Linked DNA regions of Zea mays: region 1 is linked to region 2. The links are chromatin contacts, called in public Hi-C maps. All regions are on one chromosome and are shown on one strand. The core of a region is the stretch at or near the end of the contact, and the rest is flanking DNA. Distances in the headings are between cores, read along the strand shown.

Region 1 (4,361 bases), core at 1,001-3,500, 600 kb after region 2:
TATTGAGCTTTTTTGGTCCACCCTCCCGCAGTTCTGCATATTCTGGTCCTGAAACAATGTTCTCAAATGCACCAATCAGGATATCTATATCAGTAACAACATCAAATACGTTAATGTAGCGTCCATCAGGGCCTTTCTTTAACTTCTTAAGAGCATTTTCTACAGCAAGTTTCCTTGCTTGCTTTCCCGGAGATAGCTCAGGTGGTTCGTTCTCTGCTTTCAACAGCTCTGAGATTGTGTGGTACTTTGGTGACTCCTCAAATTCAAACACCTTATCAAGATATGAGTCACTGCGTTCACTAGGATGTGCCTCAGAGGGAATATCGTCGTCGTCGTCGTCTTCACTGCCACTCCAGAGAGTCATATCATCTTCATCACTCTCAGGGCATATACTTCTTAACTCGTCACTGTCATCAGCATCAATAAGGTTTGAATTTTCCTTCGCTTGCCTCTTCACTTTCTTAATTTCCCTCTCCAGTTTTGTATCGCTCTCTTCGTCGTCGTCATCATCTTCACTACCTGTCCACAGACAGTCCTCTTCATCTACGTCCTCCTGCCAGGCTTTTCTGAACTCTTCATCCCCAGGCCTTCTTTTACCAAACAGATCATAGTGTGAGCGATCGTCAGCAAAGGATCGGGTTCCTGGATAAGAAGTTCCCTTCAGTATAAATTGTACTCCGTAAAGGTTTGTTTATCCATTGACAAAAAAAAAAAAACTATACCATTCTAGAGTGATCAAACTATTAGTTTGCCTCCATGACCACATTAAATCAAGCAATGCACCTTTTATTGAATCATCTACCATTACTTCAAATTCCAAATGTATGTTGTTTTAGGGTACTATCCAGTCAAATTTTAACTTGAACCACAGACAACAAGTTATATAGATTCACAATACATGGTAAATGACATCATATTCATCATGGAAATACTTACATAATATATAAATTTCACTATTTGAATTGGTATATTATTTATCCTTCTTAATACAAAGATACGCAGCTCTCCTGCATGTTCGATAAAAGAAATGTTATACTTTAATAAATTTTGCAAGTCAGACTGTCACATTTGAGACTGTCGCAGTCCTGAACAACCTACTTTTGGGGTCAGAGGGGGTATTTGGCAAGCTACCCTCATTCAAATGAAGCAACAAAAGGTTTCAAACAAATTACTGACCTTGTGGAGCATATATAATGTCCCAATGAATTGCAATAAACAAATCAGCTCCTGAATTCTATAGCGGTATAGCCTATAACACAAATACATACCATCTATAGTTGAGCTACCATCTCTATGCATCACCCACGAGCACTTCATAATGGATCGAACAGGGGGGAAATGCCCAAGTAGCGTAAATCCACTTCACCAGAAAAGAAGAAAGTGCTGAGGTTTTGGCGTGCTCTGCGCATCTGAAAATCCCAGTATTGCGTTATCCTAACCTTAGGAAATACTTGGTCATTTTCCCCCCAAGGCGAAACATACAGTGTAGAGCAAGAGTGTCAGACTTCAATTATATATCTTCTTTCCCCAAATCAGGTAAACAGAATCAAGCACACAACAAACTACGGCTGCACTGAGCATACAGTTACTACAGACTACGGCCCCACTCAGTAGACTCAACTAATTAGATCAGACACTCCACTGTTATGAAGTGAATTGGATTAGGCACACTGTAGCATAACAATACTGCGTCATTATGCAACTTTCAGGTGCAGGTGGTGGCGATGATGCATGCGTCCCAATCGTGCTCCATGACATAAAAGTCATATTATTCTTCACCAAAGACCGGAAGGGGGAAAGAGAAAGCAACTGAATTCGAACAGCCTGCACCTTGAAGCGCCTGAACCGAAGGAAACGACACTTCGACACCGCGGATAAGCATGCCCAGCGTCGGCGGTGGAACAGACAGGAGACGCGGCGCACGGAGGCGGAGGTGCGGGAGTAAGTGGCGGGCGACGAGGCAGCGGGCCATGAATAGGTGGGAAGCCTGACAACGATATCCAAAGACCAGAGTGGAGGAAAATCTTGTCAGGGTGGAGGGCAGAGTTGGCGCAATGGAAATGGGGTTGAAGCGTCGATCCTTACCTAGGTCCTTCGGTGGTTTCAGAACTCGGCTGGCGAGTTGCTGTGGCAGCGGTTGGCGCCCTGTTGGCTTCCTCAGTCCGCGTCGGGCTAGCTGCGGCGGCTTGCGTCCGGCGGGCGAAGAGGCGGTGGGGAAGGGGGAACGACGCCTTCGGCCGCGTGCCGCGGGAAAGGGCAGATACGTCAGACGCGGCGCAGGCGGCCTGGCCTGGCGGAGGCGCACACGACGGCAGGTGCTCGAGAAGGGGCCGTGGGCTGATGATCATGGGCCTCATTGATTGATGATATGGACCTGGTGCAGCTTGCATATTGGCTTCACATGTTTACCTCTTCCCACGATCCAAAAAAAAAACGATTTGGACATTTCGTTTTTAGAGAAGTCAAATAATTTAAACTTTGACTCAAATTATAAAAATGATATTAGTTATAATAAAACATTAATAATAAGTAATAATTATATAATATATTCTTATAATAAATTTATTTGAAGACATAAATATTGATTATATATTTGATTACATGACTAGAACAGATCTCATAACCATTTTTTAAAAAGAGAGTACATAACAAGAAAAATTGTATATACGGCCTCTTCAAGTATTCTGCAAGTTCGATTTGCCTCCCTTAATGAAAAACTAGATTTTTAGATTCTTAGAATTTTTAAACGGTCAAATTTACTGTTTGAGCGATTTAAAAAAATATTTTGATTGATATGTCATCACATTAACCACGAGGAAGATAAAAAGCAAAATTTCTTGGTAGTCAATTAAAGTTTAACAGAAAGCTGTAGATTTTTTAGAAAAAAAAAATCTAGAAAAAAACATTAAGATAAAACTTTCATAATTTGATTTAACCATAGAAAAAATCTTTTAACGTGGAAAAAAAAATATAAAACCAATTTTATATGAAACATGTCTTTGCTTAGACTATTATAAAAATGATTTTTGCGAGATAATATGTTAATGGTCAGCGGAGCCCCAGAAAAATGTTCGTCTCTACTCTCTAGAAATAATTTATGGGGGCTTGATTAATAGAGACGATTGTCTTCATACATCTGTCTATTTAAATTGATTTTCAAAGGTGAACATTTTAAGGTGATCGCCTCATAAAACAACATTTTTTAAGGTGGTCTTTGTTAGTGTATGTTGGTCACTCGTTCTCAAATGCTGTGAATCAAGAACGAGGCAACACAATTGTTAATTATTAGGGACCTTCATCTTCCGAAGCATAATCTTCTCATAGATATAATGCTCATCAGACGAAGGTCATGAATGACATACCTTCATCATTTAATGTGTAAACAGGAATGCAAGGAACGAAGATAGTAATTGCATCTCGTTAATTCATTCATATTTGCATTCTATAAAACATGTATGAATATTAACATAATTCATATTACATTAACATGTATGAATATTAACATAATTCATATTACACACAATATACTTGTTTTATGAAAATATAATTCCTAAAAAATCTTTGTTAAGAGATAGCTTAACTTATTTTTTAGAGACTGTGTTTAAATATGCACTTCAACACAGGGATAACCTAGTCCATATAATATTATTTTTATTTAATATTTTTATTATAAAACACATTTATCTTTAGGAGATTTAACTTTAAAGGAAAGAAAGTTCTTATTAAAAGACATTAATATATATTTATTAATTTGTTGTAGAATCATCCTAATTCCTAAAATAGAATTTTGGATATTACAGCATGTCATAGACTTAAGTTCATTCAATTCGTGAATTAGATATAGCCCTACGGCCTGCCAGCTCATGCATTATTATTGGACTATGATTTTTTACCACTTGTCTAAGGGATAGATGGATTGCAAATGCCTAGTAGGTATGTATAACCATAAATTTCCTCGTTCGTATACCATAAAACTACACACCTATAAACTCACTAAGTATATTTTTTTCTCATTAATATACTCATGGACAGCTATATTCATTTGCACCCATACCCTAATGGATAAAAAAGCACAGAGTTTCGAGTTGTGGGGTATCTATTGTGATCCCTTGTTCTAATCGTCTAAGGTTGTGATAAGCATATCGTGCATATGGATGTGTAAAATATCGTTGAGTGTAATTTAAAATAAAAGATGCAATAAGTAAAAATGTTAGAGATAGCCTAACAAGAGAATATATATGACGCACATAAGAGTTTGGTATACATAGTGCATATCAAATCACCATTCATATCAAATCTAGCGTCTCTATAGATAACACATTTCTACCACTGTACTACACCACTTCAGATAATGTTTTTTG
Region 2 (4,457 bases), core at 141-2,640:
CCTGACGCAGATCGACCATGTGCTTCCCACCGCCGATCGCCGCCTCCAGCGTCGACTCTGTCAGCAGCCGGTCCACGATCAACGCGAGATGGTCGCCCATCAGTCCTACGAGCACGTGATCCATGGTTCAGTTCACAGAAACAATGCCACCATCCTCGCGAATTGCAGACACTCGATGCAGAAAAAGCAATCAAACGCAATCGCAACTGACAGATTGAAATTGTGTTTGAAACATCGGTAAGAGTAACCAGAGGCAGACCAAGAAGCCAAACCCAATGAGGAGCACGCGGTCGCAGGCGGTGGGGATCCAAATGTCCAAGGAAACCGGGCAACTGCTCCCTTATGATATAGGAACTGACTGACAGAAACTAACCGGAACCGCTTGTTGGAAATAATAGTAATTCATTTTTTAAAAAAAATATATATACCAAACTGATAACCGCAAGAAATGGGGATCAGATTAGTGGGATTACAGCCGCTGTGCCGAGAGAGGCCAAAGCTGTGAGATGTGGATCGAAACCGGCAAGTGTACCAAGAACAGGTAAAACCCTCCACGCTCGGAGCGCACGGCAACATATGGTGGGACGAATAAAAAGCTGCCACTTTTCTGTGGGAGGAGAACGAATTGATGAGAGTTGGTGGTTGCTAAATGCCGCACAAGGGGTGCGAGGAAAGCGCGTTTAATTAGCGTTGCATCGACGGTACACCACGGACAGAAGAAGAAGAAGAAGAAGAAAAAATGTCTGAACAGCAAGAAACCGAGACTCACCGAGGAAGAGGAGGCGCGAGCGGGGGGACGAGCAGGAAGGAGGGTGGGCAGCTGGCGAAGACACCGAGCGAGCGAGCGAGCTCTCAATCTCGAGGGTCTCGGAGCGTCTGGCGAGTATTAAAACTAACTGAGTAACACAGCAGCGCCAGGAAGAAGAAGAAGAGGAACCAGATGACGGGGAGAAGAAAAAACCAAATCTTTACCTTGTCCTAAGTACCAAGAACAGGGCTCCGGGGCCGGGGCCGGGGCCGGGACCGGGAGGAAGAGGAAGCTTCGAAGTCTGGATTCGGTGCGGGGTTAAGGGATTGGATTGGATTGGTGGAGGGGTTAAGGGACGCAAGAGATGGAGTGCCCTCGGATGTAATACACCGATGGAGGTGGAGGGGAGGCCAAGCTAGCCAAGCCAAGGCAGGCAGGAGGACAAACCCTCTCTCTCTAGTCTCTCTGCGCGCTGTGTGCCTCTCCTCTCTCTCTCTCTCTCGCTCCCTTGCAGCAGAGGTTTAAATTAGAAGAGAGGCAAGGTAAGGTTAATGGGTGGGAAATGGCACTGGTATCCTATTACATCATATCATATCGTATCATCGCCCGGCAACAGCTTCACTGAAACTGCAGCTGTTTTGTATGCTTCCGTAGAACTAGAATGGCCTCCTATTTATTTAGTACTTGGTCACTTTTCCCATTTGACTTTTTTTCCCCTCCTGAAAAAGGAGCCTTCTCTTTCGATCGTGGTAAATTGGTCATGCTTTTGGGTAGCAGTAAAAACAGTACTAGTAAGATTGCCGATATCGTCCTTAGGGCCCGTTCGGTTGTAACGGAATAAGCTAGGATTCATTCCAGCTCATCAAAATCTATATAAATTAGAGAAATAATCTGGCTAGAAATTAATCCGGGTCTCTAATCCCAAATAACCGAACAGGGCCTTAGACAGCGGTAATCCTGCTGCCATTGTCTAGTCTAGTCTAGTCACATTTATGGATGAGATGTCCCGATGGTCTGTCTAATAACGGTGCAACAATGACGGTGTACAGTACAGGAGTTGTCGCCGCGCGTGGAATGGCATGGGAGCTGCTAGAGCTAGTTATTACCACTGTAATGGACCATGGACGGCTGAGATGTGCCATCCATCATTATCCGGCCGGCAGGATTCTCCGTGTACTTGGAAGAACGCAGACGGGTTCCTTTTCCTTATCGGTGGCCCACCACCACCACTGCCCTAGCTAGGACTCGGAGCAGAGTAGTAGGAAGCAGTAGGCTAACCGCTTTGCACGCGTTTCCCGCGACTGCTACACCCACTACCCGTTGCCGCTAAACCACGATGCCCACTCTCCAGCCGGAGGCCTCCGGAAATTTGTATTCTTTAAAAATTCAAATCATTTTCAGGGTTGGATAGAATTGAGAAATTCTAAAGAAGATTTAAGTTTGACTTTCGCGTTGCCTTTTTCTGAGCGATGCAAATACGTGATGTCGAGTGATGGCTGGTAAACCTTGCGAGTTAATTAAAGGAGCAAAAAAAAACCGTCTTTGTCCTTTTAACCCTTGCAAACAAAGTTAGGGAAGCGACGAGAAGTAAATCAACAAAGAGGAAACGAACTCCATTATTTTTTTAAACCGAAAAAAAAATATTACTATCTCCACTATAGAATATTTGTTGCCCGCTAGCTTATTTTTTAATAACTAAATCACGACAAACAAAAAAGAACGGATACAATACTTTATGACGTGTTTGGTTGAGAAGCAGAAATGAATGGAACGGCTCCATTCTTATTTTTTTGATGTTTGGTTTCCAATAGAGGAGAGGAGTGACTGCTGGAGTCTATATATGGCAAATATTTGGGATGCTCTCGCTCTACCAAAACGACCGGATGCGAGCGCTCTCGCGTCCTCCCTCTCCTCCACTCCACACTCATATGACTCTCTAACCAAACAATGAACGGAGCGGCTCCGCTCTATTATACTCTTCAATCAAACAGAAAATAGAGCGGTTCCATTTTGCTCGCCAAACACAGAATGAAATGGCTCAATTCCTAGATACTGGAATGGAGCCGCTTCATCCGAGTTGGTTCCTGAACCAAACGCACCCTTAGTGATCTGTCAAGCGCCTCTAAATATTTTTTTCTTTCCTTCCTTCGGATGGGCTTATATTTCCAAAAATAGGTTCTGAGAGAGATTATTTGTTATCTCATAAGCTTGTAGTGATGAAAGCGGATTTATTTCGATGTCATCGAAATTAGCAGGTTACTCCGTACAAAAAGTGTGGGTCTAGTTTGCTTATTGTACCATAATTCTTTTTCATTTATTTATTTTATTATTGTTGTTTTATGTTGACGTGTCTTCCATGAACTCGGACTTAGAGCTATTATTGTTTTGTGACACTGCAATTTCAGCTGCCAAACTAAGCAGCCTTTGAGTTTGATGTCATCTCGATAAGATCTATTAGCGACAATACTATTTTTTTAAAACCTTTATATAGTTTCTTAACCCTTTTTATCGATTTAAATTGGAGATGATCTTGCTTTCGTATATTATGGTTCTATAGTTATTTTCTATAGCCTTGTTTGAATTATGACAATGTTTTTTCATGTCTTAGAGCTATCCACCAGGAGCATCTCGAATTGTTCAAAACTATTTTCACATAATCTGTGGCCTGGACAAACTTTGGTCATTGATTTGATGTCGGCCAGGATCTTGTTCTCGTTGGTGTTGTTTGATCATTGCAAGTATTTGATATACTTAATGACATCGTAGGATAGTAAGTAATAAATCTAAAGAAGTTTTTAAAATAGGTTAGTCCTTATTATTCGGTGCATATATTTATGTATATAAATTTTGTTTTCACCGAATATCGCCAAAAGATGGTGCTAAAATCATGTTCTTTGTACCGATGCTCGCCGGCCTTTAAACTAAAATCTGTCGCCAAAAGTATTTATTATTACATATGTAAAGATGTTTTTTTTCATAACGAGTCTATAAAGATTAAGCTGCATAAAAGGGTTTACTTGCTATCTACTTATCCTTTCAGAATCTCACATATTCACCATTTTGTAATCTAAAAGAGCCAATAGGTAAAATTGATCTCTCATCACCCCCTCAAGCCAGACCATAATTGAGAGTATCCTGCTCTTTTAGAAACTTGAGTGGTAGATTTATAATGTAGGTATTTCCTTTTAATGAATTCTTGTCATGTTCCATCCTGATCACTTGGTAGCTTAAAGAGCCGTTATTTCCACAGAAGGCATTTGTTATGAATCTCCAAATTTAAAATAGCCAGTACCCCCAAAGCATTTGGGAGACAAAGCTTTAGTTTAGACCACTTAATCTGCCTCATATCCTTTTTTTCCCTTTAAAAACCAAGTACTACCCTTTTTTTTCTGTACCTGAGAGAACCAATGGTAGCTCGTCGTCAACTCGACAAGTAGCAGCCGCACGAATTCCATTTCCTGATGACGTACCAGCCTCCGAAGTGACAGTTCATTCAGGTAGGGGAGTAGTAGTATACTCTAGCAGAACGCTGCAAGGATGCATGTCTGATTGGGTTACACGAAATGAATGCTGTGTCGATCTAGCGTCTAGTGCTGCTGCGTCGTACTGTACTACGTGAGCCAGCCAATGCATGTAGCGGCAGCAGGGATTTTCAACTAGAGATGTCGGGTGGCTAGGCTATGCATCCATCCTTTCTTCCTTTCAGTAG

Evidence for each region. A called contact is a pair of places that touch in the nucleus more often than the background predicts.
Region 1: a Hi-C map of tassel shows a contact between it and region 2, with 5 times the contacts expected there. The contact joins the promoter of LOC100276295 here to the promoter of LOC100194121 in region 2. A contact is called at or near these places in 3 of 25 Hi-C or Micro-C datasets (ear, leaf and tassel).

The regions. Positions count from the first base shown.
Region 1 is chr8:11,317,620-11,321,980 of Zm-B73-REFERENCE-NAM-5.0, forward strand. It overlaps LOC100276295, which reads right to left and starts at 2,251. Exons shown (of 3, transcript NM_001150119.2): 1 at 2,086-2,251; 2 at 1,831-1,987; 3 at 1-642. The coding sequence starts at 1,972.
Region 2 is chr8:10,718,612-10,723,068 of Zm-B73-REFERENCE-NAM-5.0, forward strand. LOC100194121 reads right to left here and starts at 1,391. Exons shown (of 9, transcript NR_183225.1): 1 at 973-1,391; 2 at 770-876; 3 at 1-105.